Regions from separate parts of the Mus musculus genome. Here regions 1, 2, 3, 4, 5 and 7 are each linked to region 6. The links are chromatin contacts, called in public HiChIP or PLAC-seq and promoter capture Hi-C maps. All regions are on one chromosome and are shown on one strand. The core of a region is the stretch at or near the end of the contact, and the rest is flanking DNA. Distances in the headings are between cores, read along the strand shown.

Region 1 (2,700 bases), core at 22-2,521, 1.3 Mb before region 6:
TTATCCAATACCAAATGGTCGGTCCTGAAATCATAAACATACGGTTAATATATGCTCTGAGCAGGTTATTGTAACAGGGCTCTAGACCTTAGTAGGTCCCCAGACCTTAGCACAACTGACTCCATGATGGAAGTACCATTCAGGCTGCAACATTCAGCATGTAGACAGTATCACCTGCCAAAACAAAAGACAAAAGATCAAAGTACATAGTTCTGGGAATATTCCTAAAGGTACTGACCTTCCCTGTTGGCTTCTGTAGTTTCACTTTTGGACATGTTCTTGTTAACTGAAGTATATCAACACAGGACGTGTGTGTGTGTGTGTGTGTGTGTGTGTGTGTGTGTGTGTGTGCGCGCGCAACTTTTTTTTTCGAGACAGGGTTTCTCTGTGTAGCCCTGGTTGTCCTGGAACTCACTCTGTGGACCAGGCTGGCCTTGAACTCAGAAATCCTCCTGCCTCTGCCTCCCAAGTGCTGGGATTAAAGGCATGGGCCACCACCGCCCCGGCGTGTGTGACTTTCTATTGGCTAAAACCCATATCTAAGTAGTCTTCTCTGGTGAAAACATTACAACAGCTATAGTTACAGGTACATGTAATGACAAATAAAGAAAAAGAGGCAATGAGTTTAAAAGAGCAAGAGGAGGCACGCAGGAATGGTTGGAGGTAGAAAGGGGAAAATGACACAATTACATTTCAATTTCAAAAAAATTAAAAACAAAATTAATATTTGAATGCTCTTTTGCCTAAAAATACTTAATACATACAACTATTAATCGTCTACCTTATATTTTGCTGGGCTAGTGTATGATGGACTAGTTGAAGGGGCTTGATAACTTCGTTTTGTGGGACATTTGTAGAGATGGGTGGCTTGAACCTACGTACTAAGATTTTCCTCTGGGTCGCTAAATTAATCGGAGTATAACAGACTGAAGTTATCAGAATGTATGCTTTCTAAGTGAACTGGACAACAATGATCTTAGATTAAAGCTTAACCCTAATCATGATCTTTTGTTTGCTTGGGATTAAAAAAAAAAGAGTGGGAGTGGGGGTTATAATACATACACAGATTCATACGCGCACACTATACAGGCAAAGATCGTCCCACACTAAATAAAGGGAGAATTGGCGGTGTTGCTTATATGGCTACTCAATGAAATACTTGTCTCATTCATCGCAATGTTCTTTCAGGCATCCAGTGCGGTTTAGGTTTCAGAAACCTCACTAGGAACTGGATGAGAGCGTAGCCTCAGTTTCCTGGCCGGCTTCTATATAGAGGTACACAAATCCCTTCCTGTTGGCGGCAAGGACTCTGGGTCCGGGGGAAGGGGTTTACCGCTGTACACGGAACTGTTTCCAAGTTGGTTTTTTTGTTTGTTTGTTTGTTTGCTTGCTTTTTTTCGGATTTGGTCGGCTGCAAGCTCTAGGACCCTAGGTGTCCGGGACCTTTGGGGGTCGCGAGAGCGCCTCCTTGTCCCGCCCCTTGGTAGCTTCAGCTTCCCCCACCATGGCTCCTGTATCGGGCTCGCGTAGCCCTGAACGGGAGGCCTCCGGGGCGAAGCGTCGCAGTCCATCGCGGAGCCCCAAATCCATCAAATCTTCCCGCTCCCCGCGGTGTCGCCGGTCTCGCTCGCGCTCTTGTTCTCGGTTCGGCGACCGGAATGGCCTCAGTCATTCGCTGAGTGGCTTCAGCCAAAGCTCCCGAAACCAATCTTACCGCTCCCGCTCTCGATCGCGCTCTCGCGAACGGCCCTCGGCACAGCGGAGCGCCCCGTTTGCTTCTGCATCCTCGTCCGCCTATTACGGCGGCTACTCGCGTCCCTACGGGGGCGACAAGCCATGGCCTAGCCTGCTGGACAAGGAAAGGGAGGAGAGTCTCCGGCAGAAGTGAGTGAAATCGCCGCACCCTCTCTTGGGTCATTCTGCCTGCCTTTGAGTCCAGCTTGTTCATTGTTTCTGTTTTATTTCGCTTCCCATCCGCCTCGCACCTTTTTCATCTCTTTCTTCAGTTCACCCCGTGACCTTTTTTATTTATCCTTTCTAACTTACATTTTCATTCATCCCTAGACTCCTTCATAAGAGGCCCTGGTTTCCCACTACCTACTTACCCCTACTGGGAAAGTAAGAGGCTATTGTATGCCTTGGTGTCATTATCCGTGCACCTGTCTTTATTCCTCACTAAACGGAAATAGAGGTTTGTGACTTTTATTGATCACAGAATTAGTAGTGCCTGCCTCTTGGTAGGCATGGCAGCTGTTTCTTGTTGCATGAACAAACAGAAAAAATTGAGACAAGAGGATATTTCAGTGGAAACGTTTTGCAGTGAACTGGGAAGTATTGTAATTAAGTATATGTATTGGTTTTGAGGGAAAAGAATAATTAGATGAGGCTATGTTGGGAAAAGTCTTGGCAAGTGGTCTCAGCCGTGTTGACCATGCAAACCAATGTGGGAATGAGATTGGATTTCCTCTAATGGAATTCTTAGTTTAAAAAGACTCACAAATCTTTAGTAGCAACAACTGTGAGACTCTTGAGGCAAGTCAGAACACTCATTCTCATCGACGTAGCAAATTTACGGCCGCCTTGGTCTACATGAGGCCATGCCTCAAGACATATTTAAATTCAAAAGCTGGGCATGCATGATGTCTCACTCCTGTAATCCTAGCGTTCAGGAAGCCGAGGTAGGACTGTCACAAGTAATTC
Region 2 (2,700 bases), core at 168-2,667, 1.4 Mb before region 6:
AAGTGTTTCCTCCCAGTTCTCAACCCCGTGCTCCCAACCCAAACAAAAGGAAAAACATTTCAAAAGGGAGTCCCCAGCACACTAATTGACTGGGGTGGACCGTACTTTGCAACTGTGTATCTCCATGCCCAAAGTTACTTAAAACATAACGATTTCCAAGCCGGACAAGAGAAGGCTTACCTGATTTTGTTACCAGTTTTCATCCGGATCCACTGAGGAATAGGGCGATTTTGCTTTTGTTTCTTGGCCAGGAATCGCTTGATTCGGAAAGTCTTGTGAGAAGACTACGAGGAGATGCAACCAGCTTAGTGACACCACAGCCTAGTCTCTTGATTCAGTCACAAATTCCAACAAACTAACATCAGGCCTGCAGAACATACACCCAGGAAAAGCTCCCCGACCTCGAACCACCAAGTCCTTTATCCTCATCACTTCTCTGGAGGAAGAGTTAATGGCTTAAACATGGCTCATAATCAGCACCAAGTTTCTAAGCCCAGGTCCTGTCTGACCTATAAACTGGCTGTCTGCTGGGCTCCAGCGATGAAACACGGAATAGCTGGAGTAGGAGAGGAAACGGACTTACTGGAACAAGGATGGCTTGAGGTTAGGCAAACCCTGGCCAGTTTTAAGTCAATGACACTAGGTACTGTACTCTGTAAGTCTTATCTACCTCCAAGTGACATTGCTGGCTAACCTAAGATTACGGAGCCCTAGACACTCCGTAGGCAAACACCATTACATAAAAAAATGCAACGAAGGCCAAGCGCACTCGTCCCCCTAGACCAGTTGGAGGTTTTATTTAACAAATTCAGATACTAAACCCACTTTGTACCTAGACGCCCATAAGCATAATCTTGCCAGTAGGCAATGACTGATGCGCTGTTAGCAGACGCCTCCAAGGAGTGACGCGCTAACTTCTGAAGGGATCTCAAAGTTCTGTTAACCCTTACTGTGGACATCTCGCTGTGCAAATGGCGATTCATGCTCTTCGATCAGGGACAATCTAAGAGTGGTCCCAAGCCTCTCGTTCTGCCCCCCCCCCATCATGAAGATCACCGTCAGCCCCAGGCTATATGAAACAAGAATACTTTGCACCCCTTGCCAGGCTGCAGGAAGAGCGTTCTCATCCTGCAAGGGTAAATGGACTTGATAATTTCATGCCGCGCCCACAGGCCGATAGGTGTCCCAGCTCCAAAAACGAACACTAAAACCCTGAAAAATACACCCAGCCCTCAATGCTGCGCATGTCTGCCACAAAGGCACAGCGGTCTGTGGCCTCAGGAAAGCCGCTGAGGGACGGATGGCGGCCGATAGTCTTACCATGGCGAGAAGCCGAATCAAGAATAGCGCGCACGATGGCGGAGGAATGGAGAAGAGAAAGGCCGGGACCGGAAGAACGCGATTAGAAGAAGTCGCTAGAGGCGGAGCTTAGGGGGGGATGGATGACTCGCAGCGTCCTCCCTAGCTCCACCCCTGCGCTCCCATGGGGCCGTGGGAACCCAAACCGGTTTATAGAGAACGTAATTCCGAGGCCTCCGCGTCCATGCCTGTTCCTGCAGGTGATCATCATTGTGCTGAGGGCCACAGCCTTGGTGGCCATGGTAGGTGGCCTTTGAGAAGTAACCAAGTAAACCCTTAGCAAACACCTGGAAACGGAGTAGGCGGGACCAACTCTGAGGAGGGCGGGAAAAGGCCTACATCACTTCCAGAGCTGCAACTCCCCCCGCTTCTGCGAGAGGGGCGGGGCTTAGGGTTGGCGATGCACCCTGGAAGGGAGGAAGATGGGGCTGCAGACATCTTTTAATGACTAACTTCACTATTATAGAGAATCCAAGTTCCATTCACAGCACCCATATCAGGCAGCTTACAACCCTCCAGCTCTAGGGGGTAACATGTCTCTGACTTCCAGGGGCACCTACACTTATGATTTACAGGTACACGTCCCCATGTAAACACACACGGACCCATTATCAATAGTACCTAAAAATACTTGATTAAAAGGGAGGCGGAGCTAGAGAGATGGCTCAGCGGTTACGAGCACCATCTGCTCTTCCCGAGGTCCTGAGTTCAGTTCCCAGCAACCACATGGTGGTTCACAACCATCTGTAGTGAATAACTACAGTGTGCTCATATAAATAAAATAAATATGTAAATCTTAAGAAAAAAAAAAGGCGCCGGAAAGTGGTGGTGCACGCCTTTAATCCCAGCACTTGGGAGGCAGACAGACCTCTGAGTTTGAGACCATCCTGGTTTACTCACACGAGTTCCAGGACAGCCAAAGATACACAGAGAAACTCTGTCTCCGGTGGGGTAAAAATCCCATATACCAGGGCCAGGGGAATCGTTAGTAGATAAAAGCACCAGTTACGCAATCCTGCCAACTTATAGTTCAAGTCCCAAAAAGTGAAGATACAGGGCGTGGTGGCCTACACTTTTAATCTTAGCACTTGAAGCAGAAGGATCAATATCTCTGAGCTCAAGGCCAGCCTAGTCTATATACTGAGCTTCCAGCCAGTCAGGATTACTACATATAGACCCTGTCGCTAAATAAATAAATAAATAAATAAGTACTCCTATGTATCTGCAACCCTAAGATTCCTACCGCACAATAGAAGGTGGAGACAGGAGAGAAAGTCCTGGAAGATTGAGGGCCAGCTAGCCTGGAGTATTTAACACAGCAACAGAAACAAGGCAAACCCT
Region 3 (2,700 bases), core at 95-2,594, 1.9 Mb before region 6:
TTTTGACAAAAGATCTGGAGGGGCCGGTTTAGCTAATCCTAAATTTAGCTCTGGGGGAAAAAATGTGTGGGCTGGATATAAAGAGTGTTTGACTCATTACACTTTAAGAAGATGGGGGGGGGCAGGGATTACAGCAGTGTTTGCCAAAAGTTTTCAGAATTTAGCCAATTCTCTGCACAAATCTCTTGCATGTAAGTGGTGTACAAACAGGATTGTATGGAAAAGTCGTGCCCTGCTCTGCAGATGTGTGCATGGCTTGGTTTTAATTATTCTCCTTTTTCTTATGTTACCGTTTCCCAATTACAATTTAAGGGGGGGGGCAGCCAGATTAGGTCTCTGAAAAATAGGCACAATCCTTGTTCCATAGAGGCCTGCTCCCGTGCAGCCTGTTTGCACACCAGAAGCCTGGGAATCTAAAAAGATAAAATCTAGGATCCTTCCAAACTCCAGCGTTTATCAGGGGCTGTGCTCAGGGTTACAGTGACTGCCAAGGGTAGTTTCCACAGACTTCAAATAGAAGAATGCTGTCAAGCAACGGAACTTTGAACATTATTCTGGTATTTCTATAGAAAAAAAAGGCTCAACAACAGAATGTCAGTTGTTGATTACTGGTGCCTTGTGACTAAGCATAATTGATGATTTCAAAAAGAAAAAAAAAAACTTTAAGAACAAACGCAAAATCTGGCGATCTGAGCTCCAGATTTTATAGAATTGACAGGCCTGTTACCTGACTGGCTGTCCTTTGGGTGTTAGTCCCACAGCTTTTGGGCAAGAATTGGAGGCGAACCATCCCAAAATGGATGTTCGAATAGTCTAGGACTGTAAGGTGAAAAGGAGTTGAAGGCATGATATTAGAGTATCCCAAAACAGCTACCTGGCTCTAAGGGTATGGCCCAGGGGAGAGAGTATAAGGGGCTTTAAAATAGAAGCGAAGCAAGAGAAATGCGACCTCATTTTAACTGACGTCATTTGCCGCGAGGAGCGGGCCCTAAAGTCAAGGCTTCCCCACAGGGTCAGCGGGAAGCTACCCACTGTACCCAAGAGACTGAGCTGTGTGTCTGCGAGCTGCACTATGATCTGAGGGTGCCCGGAAACCGGGGCAGAGGCCCAGCAGGTAGAACAGAGAGGTGGGCTGGGCTCGGTGGCCCTGGTTGACGGAGCGGTTGAGGGAGAAAGACCAAGACCCCCGAGGCTACATAGGGGGCCCGAAGCAGAGGCCGAACCAGGCCCAGCTTGCCCGAGCCAGCCCGAGCAGGGCGGGGCGCTTAGGTGGCCGCGAAGGGCGGGGGCTTATAGGCTCCGCCCCCGGAGCCCCGCCCCTCCCGAGCTTTTCTTCCTCTGTCAAAGAACGCTGCGCGCCACTGTTCGCTGGGAGGGCGGAGGAAGCGGACTGTTCCGGAGCTCTGCCTAGCCGGGCCCAACCTTTGCTCCAGAGATCATGGCTGCCGAGGATGTGGTGGCGACTGGCGCCGACCCGAGCGAGCTAGAGGGCGGCGGGCTGCTGCACGAGATTTTCACGTCTCCTCTCAACCTGCTCCTCCTGGGCCTCTGCATCTTCCTGCTCTACAAGATCGTTCGCGGGGACCAGCCCGGTGCCAGTGGCGACAACGACGACGACGAACCACCCCCGCTGCCCCGCCTCAAGCGGCGCGACTTCACCCCTGCCGAGCTGAGGCGTTTCGATGGCGTCCAGGACCCGCGCATTCTCATGGCCATCAACGGCAAGGTGTTCGACGTGACCAAAGGCCGCAAGTTCTACGGGCCTGGTACGGAGGCAGGGCCAGGGGGTCGTGGAGACAAAAGAGGGGACCCTGGCGTGGAAGCGGGGCGGGAGAGAGGCCGGGGGAGGTGGGGCGCCCCCGTGGGAGGGTCGGAGGGAAGGCGGGCAGCAATGGGAGCGGGCCGGGGGCACGAGGCTCTGGGTGGGTGGGGGTGCGTACGGGGGGATGGGATGCCCGAATGAGGCTGAGCCTTGGAAACCGCGGGTGGGAGGGACAGCGAGGTCCGAAGCCCCGGGATATTAGGGAACTTTTCGAAGGTAGTGGGCTTTGGGGCGGGGGTCCTGAAAAGAGGGGGAGACTTCGGATTTGAGGGGAAAAAATGAAGGTGTCTCCAGAGAGGCCCAGACACTTGAGAAGACGTGGAGGCCGATGACGCCGGAGGAGCCATGGTGGAATGTAAGGGTGTGTAAAGAGAGAAAGTGGAGAAGGGGATTAGTGTCAGGTAAAGCAGCATTGTTCCTGGCGGAGAATGTGTGTGTGTGTGTGTGTGTGTGTGTGTGTGTGTGTACACTGTGTGCATGCGCAGTGAATGTGTGTTTGGTGTACACCGTTTGTCTGGGGGGTGGCGCTTGGAATGTGACATGTGTTAGGTATGTCTTTGGTATGTGTATGTGCGTGCAGAGTGGGGTGGACTCAGGCTGGATGATGAATAAGCGACCAAGCTTGGTTGGATGCATTAAGAGCAGTGTGTGGTGGACTATGGTAACATGGTGAGATGGTCAGAAACACCATATTTAGTGTATGATAGAGTGGGGAGACTGGGAGGTGGAAAAAATAAAATGAAATGAAACGGGGGTGGGAGGGAGGAGTGGAAGGGTCCTGAGAAACAATAGGGTAAGGCTGTGAAGCCCGATGGGTGGGGGGATTTCAGGAAAAGCCAACCAAGGGGAAAACAAGAGATGGACAACTCCCCAGAAAT
Region 4 (2,774 bases), core at 202-2,701, 1.6 Mb before region 6:
TTCTTTGAAACTGTTCTTGCTTTTGCAGGTCCCTATACTCCCTGGGAGGCTTGCCTGAGACTTGCAGCTTTTCCTGTGCGCCCTGCCTCTCCTTGCCGCCTCCGGTCCTTCCAATACTCTCCAGCTGGATAAGCTCATACCTCAGACTCTTCTAAACTAGCTGCTTGGCTTGCTGAATTACCAAGGGGAAATGTGGTTCCAGAGACAAATTGTGAGTACCCATAGAGATTGTAAAAAGTCTATTTTCCCTGGGAGAAGCTCTCATTTCTTTTTTTTCTTTCTTTCTTTCTTTTCTTTTCTTTCTTTTTTTTTTTTTCCGACACAGGGTTTCTCTGTGTAGCCCTGGCTGTCCTGGAACTCACTTTGTAGACCAGGCTGGCCTCGAACTCAGAAATCCGCCTGCCTCTGCCTCCCGAGTGCTGGGATTAAAGGCGTGCGCCACCACGGCGAAGCTCTCATTTCTGCCACTGCCCCCCAACATCATTTCATTCAGTCCTAGGGTTAAAAGTTGGGTTTGAATTGTGCACCCTCATCTCAAAGAAGATGGACCCAAAGTCCATTTTCATACTCAAGAGCTATTTATTTATTTATTTATTTATTTATATTACTTTCCCCATGACTTTAAGCAGTTACCCCAGCCTCTCGTGTCTACAGGACTGTGACCCTAACATCCTTGCCTTTGGAGAACTGCTTTGCCTGTGCCAAGTCTTTCCTCCACTCTTTTCTTTCAACTAATCTTCTCGCCTCTTTCCCCGACCCTAAACAGTAGTTGGCAGTTTAATAATTCATTCTTTGTCAAAACAGAAGAAAGGTTAAAGACATATTCCTGGCAGGCTGAGGTGACCTCCAAGTCCAGCCTCTGGGATTCACAGTGAGTCTGAGTTAGCCTGTGTTACATTAGATACTACAAGAGACCAACCCTACAATCAATCAGCCAATCAATCAATCAACAAATAAGTGGAGGAAGAAGGGGGAACCAATAACAAAACAAGAAGTAATTAAAAGACTGGCATGGTGGTGCACTCTTGTAATCCCAGCATTTGGGAGGTGAAAGCAGGAGAGTCAGGAGTTCAAAATCATGCTCAACGACACAGTGAGTTCGAGGTTCTCTGGCCTATAGGAGACTCTGTCTCAACAGAGGGGGAAAAAAGATAGAAAAAGAGCCCCTCCTTCCCGAAAAAAAGTAAGTACCTATAAAAAGAAAACTTCGCAGGGGTTCCTCTTCAAGTCAGCAAGTGGGGCCCGCGCTGCTCCCTGTTAAATCACCGGGACTTGAAGGTTTCCTTTGCTTCCCGCCTAGCCTTTTCCCCCAGGGAACTTGGCCACCTCCTCCCTTAGGTCCAGGGCCAGGGCTCTCAGGTGGGACGTGATTGACAGGTCAACTTTGGCTCTCCCCGCCCCGTGGCCGCCTTGGTACGGTCCGCCGGGCGTAAGGCGTTCCCCGCACCCCCCCGCGCGTTCTCCCCAGGTTGGTTCGGCCCCCGTCTACTCTGGGGTGGTGCTTAGCCGGCGCCAGACCGACCCTCGGCTCCGGAGCGGCAGTGCCGTCCCTCTCGGCGCCTCCTCGGCTTCTCCGGCTTCCTCGGCTTCCTCGGGGACCGCGGACCCTGGTATATGCCCGACTGCTGAGCCCGCTAAAGCCATGTCGACCCCGGCCCGGCGCCGCCTCATGAGGGACTTCAAGAGGTAACCCGCGTCCGCGAGGGCCAGGCGCTCGAGGGGGCGGCCTGCCTGCCCGCCTGCCTGCCTGCCTGCCGGGGGGCACAGGGCGGAGCCCGAAGCGGAGCGGCTCCGGGTGTGATGGGGAGGGGGATCCCGGCGGCGAATCGCGGGGCTGAGGGCAGCCGCTGTGTGTCTGTTTCTGAAGGTTACAGGAAGATCCTCCGGCCGGAGTGAGCGGGGCTCCGTCGGAGAACAACATAATGGTTTGGAATGCGGTCATTTTTGGGTGAGTCTGCGGGCCGGCTCTCGCCGGCGACCGGGGCAGGGAGGACCGGGGCCGGCCCCTAGACGAGCCGCGCATGGGGGGAAAGGGGAAGAGAGTTGGGGTTGCTTGGGCCTAGGCGCCTCCCCGGAGCCTCTGCCTCGATTAGCTGCCTTCTCTCTGCTAGGGGAACTCTTTGGGGTTCTTGGTGGCGAGGGGCAGCGGAGGCTGCGGCGGCCTGCGCCGCCTTTTCCTAACCCGGGACAGCGGTGCGGGACGGACCAGGCGGCAGGGATGGGAAACCTTGACAGAGCCGCCGCCTCTGAGGCTGCGGGGAGGCGGGGACCCTCTGAGCCGGCACTAACGGGCTCTTGTTTTTGTTTTTATTCTGTGTTGCAGGCCCGAAGGGACCCCGTTTGAGGATGGTAAGAGAGTTTCTTAGCCCACCTTTCAGGAGCCTACTCTTCAGGGGAAAGGGGGTCCCGGGTATCAGCAAGCGCCCCCCACTTAAAGAAGCGGCTTTGCCCCTGCCACCTCTGACCACCAAAGGCTCAAGTGAAATTCAGTGTGTGGCGGATTGTTCTGGCTAGACCTAGGCTTAATCAAAACTTCACTTTTTCCGTTCGTTTGTGTCGTCTCCCCCCCCCCCCGTTTAATCCATCCTGGGTGAAAGTAGTCACTTTTTAAAAGAAGTGCCACAGCGCTGGTATTCAGGGTTGTGGAGGTTTGAGCAGCCTTCTTGCTAACTTTAGCCCCCACAGAGATAATGCAGCAGGAAACCAGTTCACCAGCAACCATCTGGTCCACAAAGCGTTCCATCCCCAGGGCAAGAAGTGTGTTCAGCAGTGCT
Region 5 (2,700 bases), core at 186-2,685, 1.3 Mb before region 6:
GAAAAACTCTCCTAAATCGTATACTCACCCTTATTGTCAAGGAATACATAGCCATCAAATCGGTCCCTGAATAAAAGAATGTCTTCTTGGTTTTTAAAGTTGATATATGCTCTGGCATACATATGAGGATAAAGGCTGTAGAGACGGAAAGCAATTACGTGACTATGGTTTCAGGTGTCTGACTGAATTGCAAACACATACACATTAAAGACACTAGCCCAAAAAGCGAAAAGGAGGGTAAAATATTAATTTTTTTTTTACCTAGTATCATTAGAAAAAAACTCAAAATAATCGTGCTCAGGCATAGGTTGAAGATGTTCCTGAAGCTGTTCCTTGGTCAAAGTGGGAGGTAATCTTCGAATTACCACCTTAGGAAACAAACGAGGAAAGGAAAATCAGTACATAGCAGCCAACTTTCTGGCATACCAGAATCATGGCTTCTGATAATCGGCTCTAAAATACAGACACTTACAAAAACACCGAACATATTCTCCTGCAATCCAATGCTATGAATTACTCAAAGGTATGGATAACGCGGGTTTATACAAACTCCTGGAAGTGACAACTGTCTGGGGCAAGGAAAATCCCAGGTTCTGTTCTTAAATGGAGTTTAAAACCCATTTTGAACGAATTCTGGTCTTTTGTCGGTGTCGCGACATTGTCTCTCTCACCGGTCTAAAATGCGCTAAATGAACTCCCTTCCCCATTCTGTGTACCACGGAAATCCTTTACCCATCGCCCTCCATCTGTCTGCTCCTCCAGGTTGGTCATCAATCCTCTTAATGTGCTCCCCCAACTCGCTTGCATTAACACGTACTTCACAATTACTCCCACCCCTAACCCCTGGTGTGGCAAGGTCTATTTAGCAATTCAAGCCAATTAAAGTTCCCCTATCTTTCCTGCTGCTCCCCTCTCTCATAACTACCCCACCGTCGCAGCTCTGAACTAACCTTTTCTCATCTGGGAACCCTCCTTTTCCCTCACCCCCACCCTCCATCCCCCCATTTCGGGGGCTTTATCAGAACCTGCTAATCCCATTTCCACCAGTGCGTGAGACAGTGCGAAGCAATTTCCATTCAGTTAGAAACAGAAGAGTTACCCGGGAGAGGAAGAGAGCAGCCCCATTCCCAGCCATGCTCCCCAGTCCGTGGACATGTCCCGCCCTCTTGTGCCACCACCCGATAGGCACCTTGCTCAAAGCTTCTTTCTTGTCCCTGTTGCGATCCTGCCTATCGTCCCCTTTGGCGCCTTCGGCAGTAGCGCCAATACAGCCGCCTGTGGCGCCCTGCGGCGTAAACAGGGTCACTCGTTTCTCCTTAGGCCTATGATCTTTTTCTTCCTTCATGGCCACGGTTACGCTCTTTAGAGCGGTGGCACAGCTGCTAAGCCGTTACGCCGGGCACCTACGACTCTCCGGGAGAGACCTCAGGAGCTCCGCCCCTAACAAATAGCCCTAGTGATAAGCAGAGCCCTGCGTTCCATTGGGCTCCCGGAGATCTCGCGAGAGTTTAAGGCCCTCGGTTTCACTCGGGGTTAGGGTTTTAATACCTGACCTTTACTTCCCGCCTGCCGAAGTCCCCATGCTGCCCAATCCCCTAGCGGCCCAGATTCCCTCGGGGCCCGCCCCTTAGCGCGTCATTAGCAACTCCGCCATCTTGTCTAGAAACGACTCGTTTCTGGACTACAACTCCCAGCATGCAAAGCAGCTGCCCGTTTAGGATTAGAAATGTGGGAATCATCCAGATTTTTAGTATATGTGATCATTTGATCTTAAAAATTTAGTGATTCTTTTTCAGATAAAAATACCATAAACATCTTAAGTATATATGATCCCTTAATCTTTTTGTTTGTTTGTTTTGTTTTTTTGAGACAGGGTTTCTCTGTGTAGCCCTGGCTGTCCTGGAACCCACTCTGTAGACTAGGCTGGTCTAGACCTCAGAAATCCACCTGCCTCTGCCTCCCGGAGTGCTGGGATTAAAGACGTGCGCCACCACTGCCCCGCTATGATCCCTTAATCTTAAAAGTTTAGTGCTTTTCTTTTTCAGATAAAAAATACCCACAAGGTTTTATGCCACGTGAGCCTATAATTGCAGCACTGGGGAATCTGAAAGAGAAGGATCAAGACAAATTCAAAGTGTGGTCTAAATAGCAACTTTCAGGCAAATTAGTGCTAGATAGTGGAACCGTACGTATATCAACCAAACAACCATCAGGTAAATAAACAGATAAGGAAAAGCTATTTAAAACTGAAGTATACTTTCAGAGGCATTAGGATTTACACATGCTCAAGAAACACACAAGATACTAATTTCAATGAATTATAACCAAAATGTATTACATTTGTTTTCACCACCTTTCTTTCTTTTCCAAATTAAAGAATTCTCTCCCAACACTGTTATCCAACAAGATGGGGAAAGGAAAATATCCAACTTGATTCTGTTCACTTTCTTCACTTTGAAAAAGGTCAAATACCCATTAACAGTTGAATGGACAAGCAAGATGTGATACATTCACAGAATGAAGTACAATGCCTTAGTAGTTGGTACATGCCATAAATTTGAGCAATAAAACGGACTCTTTAACCAGGTGTGGTAGCGTGTTCTGTAGTCCCTGCTTTGGGGAAGCTGAGTCAGGAGGGTCATGAAATACCCAACAAGATGTTTTCTGTAGAAGGAAAGAGGGAGGAAATGAAGAAAGGAA
Region 6 (2,700 bases), core at 182-2,681:
GCACAAACAGCAGAAGGCACAAGGTAACAAGGAGCAGAGTAAATCAGGTCAGGAGGACACTGGGATCAAAGTTCAAGCCTAGGCTGTTATGGACTCTCAAGTCTATTGGGACAGATCACAAACAACCAACATTATTAACCCAGCAACTCTTCCCACCACTTTAAAACCACGACTAAGCTGACCTGTAGTGAGGAAAAAAAAGAAGCAGAAAAAAAAAAAAATCCAAGCGGTTGTGAAGAAAATGGATTGAATATACAAAGCTCAGATACACAATTACCATCTTGGAAGCTCCCCGGCTTTAGCATCTAGGGGTATTTCTGTCCGGTGTCTGGCTGGGAGGAAGTAGCGAAAGTTATTCGAGAAAAACAAACAAAGCAACAAAAATCAAGCAAACCAACAACAATAACAAAAAAAAAAAAAAAAACAAAACGAAACAAAAAAACCGAGATCCTCACCACCTTTAAGTCAGATACTCACCCCCCACCAAAGTTATCAACTCATCCCTTTAGTCTCCAGAGGTTGGATATAACTTTTCTTTCCGGAAGTTACTCCAGCCCCAGTCACTATATGTATATGTATGTACGTGTGTGTGTATCCCTTCACTCTCAAAACTCCAAGGCCATTCCTTAGCTCTTCAATCACTGCTTCTCCCAGCCTCAAGTCCTACCTACAAAGCTCCCAAAACGGTGTCTCTGTCCCTTGGGCCCTACTGTCCTATCTACCTACCCCCCTATGCCCTCCCCCTCCCCAATAATTTCACGAGGGTACAGCGCCTTCCGTTCCAAATTCATTTCTCGCTCTACACTTTTTTTTCACCATCTTTAAAACTCTCCCCTGATCCAGGAAACCAAGCCTCCCCGGTGTCTGCTCCCCGACTCTTTTTCCAAGTTGCTCTCTCTAGCCCAGAGGTCTAGAACTCTGCGCTCCTCTTGCCTAATCCCTTGACGTCGTCCTCCCTCGTCCCCTTACTTGCCCCGCTGTTACTCTCAGAGGCCCTCCTGGCGGGCCATCCCACGGCCAGGCCTTCCTCCAGGTCGTGTGTCCCCCCCTCCCGGCCCCCCCGCGTCCCCCCTCCGCCGCCGCCTCGGGCCGCCGCCGCCCAGTGTCAGCTGTTCGGTCTCTCAAAGCCTTCTCAAAGACCAGTCTTTCAGGTTGTGGCCTTTGAAACTCCCCGATCCCCCGGGCCCGGCTCAAAGACACCAGAGGGCCCGAAAACTCACCTAGGAACAGAAAGATCAGGATGAGCTTTGCGCCTTTAACCGGAGAGAGGCACATCGTGATCCCTCAGGCCAGGCGACCACCGGACCGACAATTCCAACGAATCCCCTCGCAGCCCTGCGGAAGCGAAAGCACGAGAGACCACCGACCGAGGCACCCAGGCACCGCAAAAGCCTGGACTCGCCGCTTCAGCTGGAGTCATAAGACCAGGGGCGGGGTTCTTTATTCCTTTCAGCCAATCAGCATGCTTAGAAACTGAGAGGGAGGCGGTGATGTCCGGGCAGGAGGGCGGCGTGGCCACGCCCTGGCTTTTTGGTTCACAGCCATTATTAAACTAGAAAGAGTTGTGCGAGGAGGGCATTTTTTTAAGGCTAGCAGGAAAGGAGGAACTTTGATGCTTGTAGACAGTGGGTTATTTCTATTCTAGGTCCTTGAGAACAAACAGCATCATTTTTTCTGGCAACAAAACGGCTGCTAGGCCTCTCAAGATATATATGTATGTAAATTTATATATGAAAATATATGTAAAAAATAATACACGATTATTCAAGTATAGAGACCACCTACACAGTTTATACTATAGGTGGATAGGGAAGCTAGGGGGTATGGAGTCATTAACGACCAGATCAGACCATGCTCTTGAAGTTCAAAGTTATAACACTCTCTTTCCTTGATGGGGAAATTGAAGTCAGAAAGAGGAAGCATATTTTTAAATAGAGGAAGAAAAAAAGAGAGAGAAATAAGAATAGAAGGAAATCAAGATCACTCCCATTACTACCCAGAGACACTCTTTACAAAATACATAAACTCCCAGATATTTTTCTATCTGGAATACAAATACAGTTAATGTTCTCTAATGAGTTCATACTAACCCGTATTCTGTACGCTTGCCAAGTGAACAGTAAACAAACATGTCTCAAAACAACAGAGGAAAACAACATTAACGTAAAACTCCAGAGTTGGAATAAAGCAATGACCTTCAAATGTTGCTTCCCAAAACACACACACTCACACACACACACACACACACACACACACTCTTCTCAGGGATTTTGGAAGTAGTTTTTGTTTTGTTTATTTTACCTGATGATGCCTTAGAGACTCTGAAACAAATGCCCTTTTTCCTACAAGCTTACTGTTTGTTTGAGGTTTAATCCTCACTAAGTTGCCTAATAGTTTGACCTTACACTTAAAGTATAGCTGTAGTTCAGGTGGCACTTGAACATATGATTCCTCTGCCTCGGCATGCCTAGTAGCTTGGATTGCAGGGTTTCTCCTCCCATCCTGTCTTATTCCTTTACTAAACAAACACCTGGGGTGATTCTGATGCTGAGGCCCATGAACTGCACTTAGAAAAGTACTAAAAGCCGTGGTGGCGCATGCCTTTAATCCCAGCACTCCAGAGGCAGAGGTAGGCAGATCTCTGTGAGTTTGAGGTCAGCCTGTTCTACAGAGCAAGTTTCAGGACAGCCAGGTTCTGTT
Region 7 (2,700 bases), core at 168-2,667, 1.3 Mb before region 6:
TAAATGAGCCCTGTATGACCTTAGGCAAGGCATTACCAGAAGCCACCACAATTCTTTTAGTCATCTTACCTTGGACACATAGTAGCGATTGACTCCAGAGATACGTCTATCGCGTTCCATCAGATACCACTGGTACTGAACACGAGCAACTCGTTTTTCCTTTAAATAAAGGACAAGGCAGTTTATAAATATAAGTGACCCAGTAAAAAGATATACCCCACAATTTTTCTTAAATGACATACTAGAGGCTGAAGAGATAGCTCAGAGGGGAAGGGTACCTGCCTGCTATTCTTGGGTGCTCAACTGGCTTCCCAGCACCAAGTTGGTTGGATTTTATTTGGGGGGGGGAGGGGTCATAACTGCAAGTCCAGGAGAGATTCAATACCCTCTTCTACTCTTCATGGGTGCACACAGACAGCAGCAGACACATACATAGATAGTAAATCTTGACAAAGTTAAAACAAAAGCTAAATGACTAATACAAAGCCAAAATCTCCTAAATGAAACCAGACCATGATGGCAACTGACTTCTCAGCCTTCTCCCTTTTTGAGTTGGGGGAGGGGACCAACACCACTGATTTTTTTCCTTTATCCTCCTCCCCCTCTCAACTACTTCTTTTTTTTTTTTTTTTTTTTTGAGACGGGGCTTCACTGTAGTAGTACCAGCTTTCCTGGACTTGACTGCTCTTTGCTCCTGCAGTGGACTGGATTCGTGGCACCCACTTCTGCTGCCTCCTAGCCTCCTTTAACTACTAGTTCCAAGAGACCCGGGGACCTCTCTTGATCTCCGCGGGCTCCTGCACTCAAAGGCACAAATACATCCACCAAAATCAATTAAACAGTGTCCGCAAGGAGATGAACGATGGGAAGGAGCGGGGACATGACTAACACCTTTCTCCCTCTGCCTAGGAACCAGGGCCCAACTCTTGTCATCTACCTTGCTAACTGCCGAATAGATTTTGCCTTTTGGGCCACTCCTCCTCAGCCCTCAAACTGGCTATGTTTTACTAAAGTTAAAAGGTGGAATCCCAAGTCTCCGCGTTCAGGCAACATTAAGAGGAGGATCCCCCTTAGATGGCTTCTTCTTCACAGAGCGAAGGCGCATCCAAACGGCCACCGTCCCCCACCATAAATGGCCCCCGTCCCCCACCGTCCCCCACCCGCGGCCGAGTCGGCCGCCTTACCTTGCCCCCGTTGGTGAATTTGTGGATGTACGCAGTGGACACCCCGGGGATGACCAAGCACACCCCCATAATGGCGAGGCCAGGGAGAATCTCGAACCACATCTCCGCACCGTTACTCGCACGCCAACCCGTCACCGGCTCCTCAGAGGTGACCCGGCTTTACCTCTCTTCCGGCAGCACGCGGGAGGGGCGGTGCCCCGTACGGCTCCGGAGGAGGAAGCGACGGTGGCTGTGGGGGCCCAAAAGTGACTGGCGTTCGCGGTCCAGCAAGCGTTCCCGGACAGGATTCTTTCTGTCGTCCTACTCCTCCTATCTGATCCGCTGCATCAGAGACCACCACGGAGTGTGACGACGCGAAGCGGTCCCGGACGTCGCGGCAGTTTCAGAACTTGGGGATCTCTAAATGGCGGAGCAACTTTCTCCCGGGAATTCTACCCGTCAGGTGTGCACGTTCCTCTTCAAAAAGCCTGGGCGGAAAGGAGCGGCGGGCCGCCGAAAGCGCCGGCTCTGTGATGCAGGCTCCGGGGACAGCTGCAGCAGCAGTGATGAAGGCAGCTCTGTGGTCCGCCCGGAGAAGAAGCAAGCGACCCACAATCCGATGATCCAGAAGACGCGTGGCAGCGCTAAACAGAAGGCAACCTATGGCGGCTTGAGTAGCGAGGACGAGAATGAACCGGAGGGTCTCGGCGTCGTCTACAAGTCTACCCGTTCGGCAAAACCCGTGGGGCCCGAGGATATGGGGGCGACCGCCGTCTACGAACTGGACACTGAGAAGGATCGAGATGCACAGTCCATCTTTGAGCGGAGCCAGAAGATCCAGGAGGAGCTGAGGGGCAAGGAAGATGACAAGATCTATCGGGGAATCAATAATTATCAGAAGTACGTGAAGCCCAAGGATACATCCATGGGCAATGCTTCCTCCGGGATGGTGAGGAAAGGCCCTATCCGAGCTCCTGAGCATCTACGTGCCACCGTGCGCTGGGATTACCAGCCCGATATCTGTAAGGACTACAAGGAGACTGGTTTCTGCGGCTTCGGGGACAGCTGCAAATTCCTCCATGATCGTTCAGATTACAAGCACGGGTGGCAGATCGAACGTGAGCTTGATGAGGGTCGCTATGGTGTCTATGAGGACGAAAACTACGAAGTGGGAAGCGATGATGAGGAAATACCATTCAAGTGTTTCATCTGTCGCCAGACCTTCCAAAATCCAGTTGTCACCAAGTGTAGGCATTATTTCTGCGAGCGCTGTGCATTGCAGCATTTCCGTACCACCTCACGCTGCTATGTCTGTGACCAGCAGACCAATGGCGTCTTTAATCCAGCCAAAGAACTGATTGCTAAACTGGGAAAGCATCGAGCTGAAGCAGAGGGTGGTGTTTCTGATTCTCTAGAAGACATAGAGGAGAGTCCAGTTTCCATTATTTAGACTTTCCATAATTCTCAGTCTCAAAATAAATGTTTTGTTGTTTCTTAAAATCTTTTCTTTCTTTCTTTCTAAAGGGAAGTGGCAGAG

Evidence for each region. Promoter capture Hi-C pulls out the DNA fragments that hold promoters and counts their contacts. HiChIP or PLAC-seq counts read pairs in DNA pulled down with a chosen protein or histone mark.
Region 1: an H3K4me3 HiChIP or PLAC-seq map of pro-B cells shows a contact between it and region 6, with 4 times the contacts expected there. The contact joins the promoter of Nkap here to the promoter of Lamp2 in region 6. A contact is called at or near these places in 2 of 39 promoter capture datasets (the C10 cell line and liver) and 1 of 115 datasets of contacts at active chromatin or transcription factors (pro-B cells).
Region 2: a promoter capture Hi-C map of pre-B cells shows a contact between it and region 6, with 3 times the contacts expected there. The contact joins the promoter of Rpl39 here to the promoter of Lamp2 in region 6. A contact is called at or near these places in 2 of 39 promoter capture datasets (liver and pre-B cells).
Region 3: a promoter capture Hi-C map of erythroid cells shows a contact between it and region 6, with 53 times the contacts expected there. The contact joins the promoter of Pgrmc1 here to the promoter of Lamp2 in region 6. A contact is called at or near these places in 2 of 39 promoter capture datasets (cranial neural crest and erythroid cells).
Region 4: a contact with region 6 is called in a promoter capture Hi-C map of erythroid cells, with 17 times the contacts expected there. The contact joins the promoter of Ube2a here to the promoter of Lamp2 in region 6. A contact is called at or near these places in 3 of 39 promoter capture datasets (the HPC-7 cell line, cranial neural crest and erythroid cells).
Region 5: a contact with region 6 is called in a promoter capture Hi-C map of erythroid cells, with 4 times the contacts expected there. The contact joins the promoter of Upf3b here to the promoter of Lamp2 in region 6. A contact is called at or near these places in 2 of 39 promoter capture datasets (erythroid cells and liver).
Region 7: a promoter capture Hi-C map of hippocampal neurons shows a contact between it and region 6, with 3 times the contacts expected there. The contact joins the promoter of Rnf113a1 here to the promoter of Lamp2 in region 6. A contact is called at or near these places in 2 of 39 promoter capture datasets (cranial neural crest and hippocampal neurons), 1 of 484 Hi-C or Micro-C datasets (CD8 T cells) and 1 of 115 datasets of contacts at active chromatin or transcription factors (astrocytes).

Annotation. Positions count from the first base shown.
Region 1 is chrX:37,125,492-37,128,191 of GRCm38.p6, forward strand. Nkap (NFKB activating protein) reads left to right here and starts at 1,272. Exons shown (of 9, transcript NM_025937.4): 1 at 1,272-1,884. The coding sequence starts at 1,505.
Region 2 is chrX:37,083,805-37,086,504 of GRCm38.p6, forward strand. It overlaps Rpl39 (ribosomal protein L39), which reads right to left and starts at 1,418. Exons shown (of 3, transcript NM_026055.2): 1 at 1,321-1,418; 2 at 181-284. The coding sequence starts at 1,323.
Region 3 is chrX:36,596,849-36,599,548 of GRCm38.p6, forward strand. Pgrmc1 (progesterone receptor membrane component 1) reads left to right here and starts at 1,345. Exons shown (of 3, transcript NM_016783.4): 1 at 1,345-1,766. The coding sequence starts at 1,439.
Region 4 is chrX:36,872,844-36,875,617 of GRCm38.p6, forward strand. It overlaps Ube2a (ubiquitin-conjugating enzyme E2A), which reads left to right and starts at 1,452. Exons shown (of 6, transcript NM_019668.4): 1 at 1,452-1,686; 2 at 1,868-1,948; 3 at 2,324-2,349. The coding sequence starts at 1,643.
Region 5 is chrX:37,108,887-37,111,586 of GRCm38.p6, forward strand. Upf3b (UPF3 regulator of nonsense transcripts homolog B (yeast)) reads right to left here and starts at 1,436. Exons shown (of 10, transcript NM_026573.3): 1 at 1,190-1,436; 2 at 262-368; 3 at 29-135. The coding sequence starts at 1,345.
Region 6 is chrX:38,455,029-38,457,728 of GRCm38.p6, forward strand. Lamp2 (lysosomal-associated membrane protein 2) reads right to left here and starts at 1,432. Exons shown (of 9, transcript NM_001017959.2): 1 at 1,221-1,432. The coding sequence starts at 1,275. It overlaps LOC115489130 (a long non-coding RNA gene), which reads right to left and starts at 1,214. Exons shown (of 2, transcript XR_003953097.1): 1 at 278-1,214.
Region 7 is chrX:37,189,805-37,192,504 of GRCm38.p6, forward strand. Rnf113a1 (ring finger protein 113A1) reads left to right here and starts at 1,418. Exons shown (of 1, transcript NM_153503.2): 1 at 1,418-2,663. The coding sequence starts at 1,588. The coding sequence ends at 2,613. Ndufa1 (NADH:ubiquinone oxidoreductase subunit A1) reads right to left here and starts at 1,434. Exons shown (of 3, transcript NM_019443.2): 1 at 1,185-1,434; 2 at 70-159. The coding sequence starts at 1,286.